Linked DNA regions of Mus musculus: region 1 is linked to region 2. The links are chromatin contacts, called in public HiChIP or PLAC-seq maps. All regions are on one chromosome and are shown on one strand. The core of a region is the stretch at or near the end of the contact, and the rest is flanking DNA. Distances in the headings are between cores, read along the strand shown. Region 1 overlaps Gyg (glycogenin). Region 2 holds the start of Cp (ceruloplasmin).

Evidence for each region. HiChIP or PLAC-seq counts read pairs in DNA pulled down with a chosen protein or histone mark.
Region 1: an H3K27ac HiChIP or PLAC-seq map of heart atrium shows a contact between it and region 2, with 5 read pairs. The contact joins the enhancer-like site here to the promoter of Cp in region 2. A contact is called at or near these places in 3 of 39 promoter capture datasets (the 3T3-L1 cell line, macrophages and stem cell-derived epiblast-like cells), 1 of 484 Hi-C or Micro-C datasets (the HL-1 cell line), 1 of 115 datasets of contacts at active chromatin or transcription factors (heart atrium) and 3 of 9 other capture datasets (adipose tissue, liver and pancreatic islet).

What each region holds. Positions count from the first base shown.
Region 1 is chr3:20,128,921-20,132,627 of GRCm38.p6, forward strand. All of the region lies in intron 5 of Gyg (glycogenin), which reads right to left. Among named protein-coding and RNA genes, the nearest start is that of Gyg, 24 kb to the right of the region's middle. Within about 2 kb of position 1,656, at least 43 of the 459 cell types and tissues checked have an H3K27ac peak or open chromatin away from gene starts, as enhancers often do. A contact at or near this core is called in heart atrium and macrophages, where this site is marked.
Region 2 is chr3:19,955,660-19,959,378 of GRCm38.p6, forward strand. It overlaps Cp (ceruloplasmin), which reads left to right and starts at 1,590. Exons shown (of 19, transcript NM_001374677.1): 1 at 1,590-1,770. The coding sequence starts at 1,625.

The sequences.
Region 1 (3,707 bases), core at 406-2,905, 170 kb after region 2:
GACTTCAGTCTGCACACTGGGGCTTCAAGCTGCATGGAGGAGGAGGACAAAACGAGCCAACCCATCTGCACAGCTCATCTTCAGATCCTCCCCACAACCTCCCTGGATTTATGCTGGGGCCCAGGGTCCTCCTCTTGAATGTCCACAGCAATGGCATTTGGAGATACCCACAGGCCTACATTTCACTGTGGTCCAGGCCTTGGGATCTACATTCATGAATGCCAGTTTCCAATACTCATTAGCTAGATCACTATTACCTTTTGTAATAAAGAAATGATCCTCTTCCTATGAAATATCTTTACTTATTCTATCCTAATAGAGAGAGAGAGGAAAAAAAACCTAAATCGAGTGGTTAGTTTTTTTATAGACAAAGCAGTCCTAAATTACTTAATAAGCTTTGTTTAAGGTAGATGCTGTTTGTCACGTGTGGTGTCCCTCAACCTAAGTTTGCTACTGCTATGTTTCATAATGAAAATTTGACATGTGACTACTGTGAAAGGGTTGTTCAACTCCCCAAGGAGTTGACCCACAGGTTGAGAACCAGTGTATAAGATGTCTGAGATGTGGGTGGAATTGCTCTTTTTGACCTAAGGTAAAGAATTTCTTAGATAAAGATTAGCAGGATCATAGAAATTATTACATGGCACAATGACCAGATTTCTGTAACAAAACATAGGATTTGTGTAGCTTTCTAAAACGCTGATTGGAGCAGACTACGTAAGAGAAGACAAGCAGCAGATCCTGAAGACTGGGAGGAAGCAGGGAAGAGAGAAGAATGATGCAAGGCTGGCTGTGCAGGAACCAGGCAGCAGTCGCTGGTGGTTTTGGCTGAGGCTACGGCACTCGTTTCTGGGCAGCAAGGACTGAGGACTTCTCCAAACTTTAGTAGTTAAACTGCCACATATACAATGGTTATAGAAATGGATAGTGGTAGAGAGCAAGAGAAAGAAAACATGCAAGAGCTGGCACCTGCACTGGTCACTAAACAGGTGGTTGGTCTGGGCCAGCCCAAGAGCTCCTGGGTGACTGAGGCAAAGGGAGTGATAAGGCAGTGCTAAATGGGAAACAGACTGCACTCAGGAATAGCAATGAAGACTAACTTGCCAGTTTTATGTAAAGTAGTTACAGCAGAGAACAATCTCTGAAATCGTGTAGAGCTATTGCAGTATGAGAAGTACTATCTGGGTCCCACACTGGTCACAAAAGTTAAGGAGTGCCTTCGCTTCTATCACAGTATACTAGCTGCTTAGCAGAACAGCCAAGGAGGCTAAAGGATTTAGCCAATAGTCTTATATACAAAAACGATGAGCAGAAGGTCTCAAACACTTGGCTAGTTTTTGTGTCCAAGGTTTCAATTTATCTGATTTCAAGTTTCAGACTTTTTACATCTACATTATGGGCATGAGGGAATGACTTAAAGAATATTTTTCCAGCCATGCCATGCAGTGCTGGTGGGGAGATACACCCAGAGAGACCTGCCCTCTACTGCATGGCACAGGTAGGCTGTAGACACACAGAGGCCTGTATGCCACCATTGCAGTGCAGCAAAATTCAGCCCAGCAGGAGGAAGACATCCAGAGACCCACTCACTGCCATGTCACATGGGCAGGCTTAGACACTTAGAGTCCTGCTTGCTGCTATGCCACGCAGCGGAGCAGATGAGGTCACCCAGAGGCCGGCCAGACATGTGGCAAGCCTGGAGTGGAAGCCACTACAGTGTGTAAGTATGTGGTGGACAGACAGAGAGAAAGAGAAGCAGAACACTGAGCATTATGAATAGAGACAGAACTGGAGATGAGAGGGTGGGGAGGACTAGGCAGCCCTGCTACCTGAGACCATGGGGGAAGTTCCAGACCACGTTGGCACTGAGGGCCATGCCTGGGTCTGTGGCCATGCTACAGCAAGTTGGTGTTGATGCCTGTGGCTTATATTACCACTAGAGACCATGGGGAAATCCCTGGTCTGGACAGCCTCCTGGGACCATGTCGATATCCAAAGGCTATGCAGAACTGATGTCACCCCTCACTGCTATAGCACTCTGGAGAGCTGGCTCCACCTCCTGTCAACAGCAGTAGCATTTAGGGGAGCAGGCTGAGGTTGTGAGTGTGGGAGATCTGGCCTTGCCACTGTCTGCCATCAGGCAGAATGGGCACAGGGGTGATGCCCATCCCTCACCACCTGCAGTAGTTGGGTGAGCTGGCCCTGAGTATGTGAGAGTGGGAGATCTGGTCCAGCCCCTCACTGGCTGTAGCACTTGGGAGAGTGAGCCCAGTGCATGGACTGGGCAGCACAGCGGGGCTGGCTTTGGAGGTGTGGGTACATGCAAGCTGGCCCGAGGGCACGAGAGCAGGAGAGCTGACCCTGCCTCCTGCCACAGCATTGGGTAGCCTAGCTGAACAGGGCTGGAGAGCTTGCCCTGGTGCCCTGGTGGTGTGGATGCAGGACAGCTGTCAGGCTGACCAGCTCAGCTATTAGCCAGGCCCAGAAGCAGGGTTTTGAGTTGGCCCACCCCCAAATCTACATTATCTATGAACTGTTTGAGTTCATGAAAGGGCCAGTTCTGCTGACCCAAAACGGCAAGATCTCTATGAGCGACAACAGGATAACTGGGAGGAGTCTCAGAGAGGATCCACCATTAATGATGTTACAGAAGCCAGAGATCTTGAGCCATACCAATGACTCATTGCAATGAACATTTGCAAGTGAAGATGTGTGGACAGAGGGATAAACTGTGTGTGATGGTTTACATATGCTCAGCCCAGGGAACAGCACTATTAAGAGGTGTGGCCTTGTTGGAGTATGTGTGTCACTGTAAGGATGGGCTTAAATGCCCTCAACCTAGCTGCCTGGAAGCCAGTAATCTCTTAGCAACCTTCAGATGAAGATGTAGAACTCTCAGCTCCTCCTGCACTATGCCTGCCTGAATGCTGCAATATTCCAACCTTAATGATAATGGACTGAACCTCTGAACCTGTAAGCAAGCCCCAATTAAATGTTGTCCTTTATAAGACTTGCCTTGGTCATGGTGTCTGTTCACAACAGCAAAACCCTAACAAAGACACTGAGACACACCATGACACACTACAGCTTCTATGACAAGTTTTTTTTTTTATGCTTTTTTTTTTTTTTTCTTTTTTGTGGTTTTGTTTTTTAGTTTGTGTATTTTTTATTTTGGGGGGAGAAAGAGGTTGTAAAGGAGGAGGGCAGATACAAGGGGATAGGGAGATGAGTGGGATTGGAGTATATCATGTGAAATTCACAAAGGATCAATAAAAGAGTTTTTAAAAATGCAAAAAGAATTCCACCTTTTGCTCATTTGTAAAATAAAAAAGAATGATATGAAAATGAATTAAGAGTAAGGTCCTAAATAAAAGAAAAATGCTTTAAGTCTTTTAAGACTTTTAGGGGTATGGAAATTTCATTCAGTAGGGTACCCGGCATGCATGTAATTCTGGGCTCAAGCCTTATCATTGCAAATATACAAACAGATAAATGAACAAATAATCTCAGCCTCAATACTAGTGTAGATGGACAGTTTACATTTCCCCCAGTTAAGGCTGCAAGTAGATAGAAGGTATATCACCTAACAGAAAGCAAAAAAAAAAAAACAAAAAAAAAAACAAAAAAAAAAAACAAAAAAAAAAAAAAACAAAAAAAAAAACCACCCCACAAACAAACAAACAAATAAAAAAAACCCACCACAGTGG
Region 2 (3,719 bases), core at 340-2,839:
GCTGACCTTTACAAATGAGGAAACTGAAGCTAAGGGTAAGAATTTTGACAGCATCAGATTTTAACTTTATCCTGACATTTTTTTTCTAGCATCTATGACTGACATTGTGTTCCTCATTTTTCATGTGTTAATAAGTTTTCATGTTGTATATAACGGCATGCATGCTCCATGGAGTTATATCCACTGCTATCTGCCCACTGAGGACAGAACTGCACGCACCATGGAACTCATTCAATATTTGTTAAATAAGAGTACCTGTTCTGATACCAGTCTATTTCAGCAAATAGCATTTAGTGCTATACAGTATCCTACAAGAAAACAACAATAACAACAATCGCTTTATTAACACAAAATAGTAACTGCTATCATCAGGATTGCATTTCACTTTAGGAAAAAAAAATTATACATTTAGATACATGCCACAAGTGAAGACAGAGTTCTAACCAAAAATCTTTTACCTTAAAGCTCTCATACATGTTACAGAGAGAAATTCTAGGTTAATAAACAAAGCTCTTTTTCCAGTTGAGTAAAATCATTCTTTGCCTTTGAAAACAGGCTTAATTGTGGTTGATTTTTTTCTTTTCCTCTCTCTTTCCTATCTCTTTTCCTTTCTCTCCTCCTCTTCCTTCTTTGCCCATTCTCTCTCTCTCTCTCTCTCTCTCTCTCTCTCTCTCTCTCTCTCTCTCTGAGTATTACTTCATTGTACAGACGGGTACTAAAATCCTAGATTCAACAGATTGTCATGTGCCAGTTTCCCCATTATGCATAGCTTATTTGGTTTGTGACTGACTTCTTTTTTTTTTTTAAAGATTTATTTATTATTATACATAAGTTCACTGTAGCTGACTTCAGACACACCATAAGAGGGTGTCAGATCTCATTACAGGTGGTTGTGAGCCACCATGTGGTTGCTGGGATTTGAACTCAGGACCTTCAGAAGAGCAGTCAGTGCTCTTATCCGCTAAGCCATCTCACCAGCCCTTGTGACTGACTTCTATCATTCAAACAAAATTATCATTTCCTGGTATGTTCTTCTATTAATTTCTACATAGCAATCCATGTCAACTGATAAAGTCTCTATAACACACAGTACAAAAAAATTTTTTTAAATGAAATTTTTATTGGCTACTTTTACGATGTGCTAAATATGTTTCATATCTTCAAAATTACAAGTAAGTTTTTGTTAGTTTTCTAAAAATCATTAACAATGACATATTTGATTCATTTTTCCTTGGCTTATTAAAAACTGGCTCTGGGTGAGGTGTAGTGCCTGGGATTGCTAGAAGAACAAAGGGAGCATTTAGAGATGGTCTCTGCCCTCCTGGAATTTACACGATGAATGGAAGAAGATGCAGAATTGCGCATGCTGTGCATGTCCAACACAAACAGATGACATTCCTTTGTAGTTAGAGAAGCCTGGCCACAGGGAACTGTGTTTGTTTTGGTTTTTCCCCTTCGTGGTTTACCAGAACCAATCTGAGTTGGAAAATGCTATTTGCTTTAAAGAAATTAGTTACTCTTTTGCAACATTAAATTGTGTCAGCCAAGCAAATGAAGCCCTATTTATAAAATTGCTTGCTTCTGGTTTCACTTTATTGCATCGTGGGCTCCGAGAGGGAGAAAAATGAAGTTTTTGCTGCTTAGCACATTTATATTTTTGTATAGTTCCTTAGCCTTGGCAAGAGATAAGCATTATTTCATTGGAATTACTGAAGCAGTCTGGGACTATGCTTCTGGCACTGAAGAAAAGAAACTTATTTCAGTTGACACGTAAGTCACTATTTTTTGTTCTTTATGGGCCAAATTCATGTTACCTTAAAGAAAATGAAGCCAACAAGGAAAGTAACGTAAACATAGAAAATGTAAAATGTTGACTTGAAAAAATCAATGCTTTTATTGATTTCCTTTATGTCCCTAATATTTGTTATTGTGAAGCTGTCTTGTCTCTTCTTTCTTGGTCTGAGGGAGCTATACTGGTTTCTTACTCTCTCCTATGGTTGTGGTTTCTCTCGCCTTTATCTCCCAAATGTGTTCTGTCTCTGGATGCAGAAGTTGTTTACTTTCAAACAATTACTGGATAAAATGCAAGCATACCATTACTTGTTCCTAAGGGTGAAAGTACAGTACTTTTAATCCTTGAAAATATCAAATATAGAAATAAAATACTACTTAAAGAAAGAAGATTCTGCCTACTACTTTCTGTGTGATTCAGGACAGTAAAGGAGTCATACTAATCTCTCACAGTTTCTGAGTCCTTATCTATAAAATGAGACAGCCCAGTTATAAAGCACAGGGCTGTTTTAAAATTGCAGGCAAAGCTCTTATAGCACAGTGCTCCCCACATAACAAGTGCAAGAAATGTTATGTTCTTATTATGAGGTCCTGATAAAATATCATGTAACTTAAATGTCTTTGTGCTTTAGTTGCTTTATATATGCAGCATTCTTTTACTGAATAGTAGGGTCTCCTTGAAGTTTCTCTAAGCTGAGGTCATCACTATTAATAGTATCTAAACATTTACCAACAAATGGAAACTTGGCATTCAAAGCAAATATTTAGTATATTAGCAACTGTATTAGAATGACAAAAGAACTCAAATGAGTGAAATGAACAGCAGCTGCTAAGACTCTCTCCATAAAAACTGCTCTATTGAGCCAAATTATGTAAGCACTGAATCATTGATGGGTACATGCTATTTTGTTTACTTTTATATGTGGTTAAATTTTTCATGGTAAGAAATGTGCAGTACTACTAATAATATCAGGTTGTTACTTTATTAACCTAGTAATAATCAGTAAGAAAAAGTTTTGAATTTGATAACTGATTACAAAGAGAAGTAGAACTTATGATTTTGTAAACATGGTTTTGAGGTTGTATTTTCTTCCCAAGAGTTGGTCTTATTCTTATAGTTTCTTTGGAGAAGCCTAATTATGTGTGGTTCATTGTTTCCATGACTAAGTACAATGTGAGCTAAGTATGTTGTTAAAAAAGGTACTGGACTGAGTATGTACCTCAGTGGTACCTAGTTGTGTAGAAAGCTGTACTACTCATTGCTCCACCCACCCCTGCTATTGTATAAAATAAAAACAAAAAATCAAGTCAGTCCACTGAGTATAAACTGCAACATACTGGCCATGTTCCAATGTGGTAAACTCTAAGTACGACGAAGTATTAGAATGAAGAGGGTTGATAAGAACTTCAGGGAGGGATTTCTTTGTTGTAAATATTCTAATGGCGTGGAGTATAAGCTTGCTTACCCTGTTAGTACTTAATAGGGACACTCAAGGGTGCACAGAAGGAAAACATGGCATTCAGTTTTTCAGTTGCATTCAGCTTTCTTTTTAATTATTGTTCTACAGTCTCCTGTGGCTTCTCCAGCATCTTAGAATCTGTATCTTTTCTCTCCCCATTTACATAAACAATGGCTGCACCTTCAGTGGCTTTGCCCATGTTGGGCTGAACTTTACCAGAGGAGTGTGGTGGCAACTTTTATCTATGTCCTTTGTCCTAAATCTGTGGTATGTTTGAATCAGTACATGAGGCATGATGAAATGGCACCAGACATGGGTCATTCTCTTCCTCGTGTAATGGACAAAGCAGAGGAGAAATAAACAAGTTGAAGAATACATCAGGAAAGAGCCTAGTATAAGTGGCAGGTGAAAGACTAGGTTGAAGAATACATTTAATTAGTTAAAGTGGAAATTTTCTAGTTAGATGTT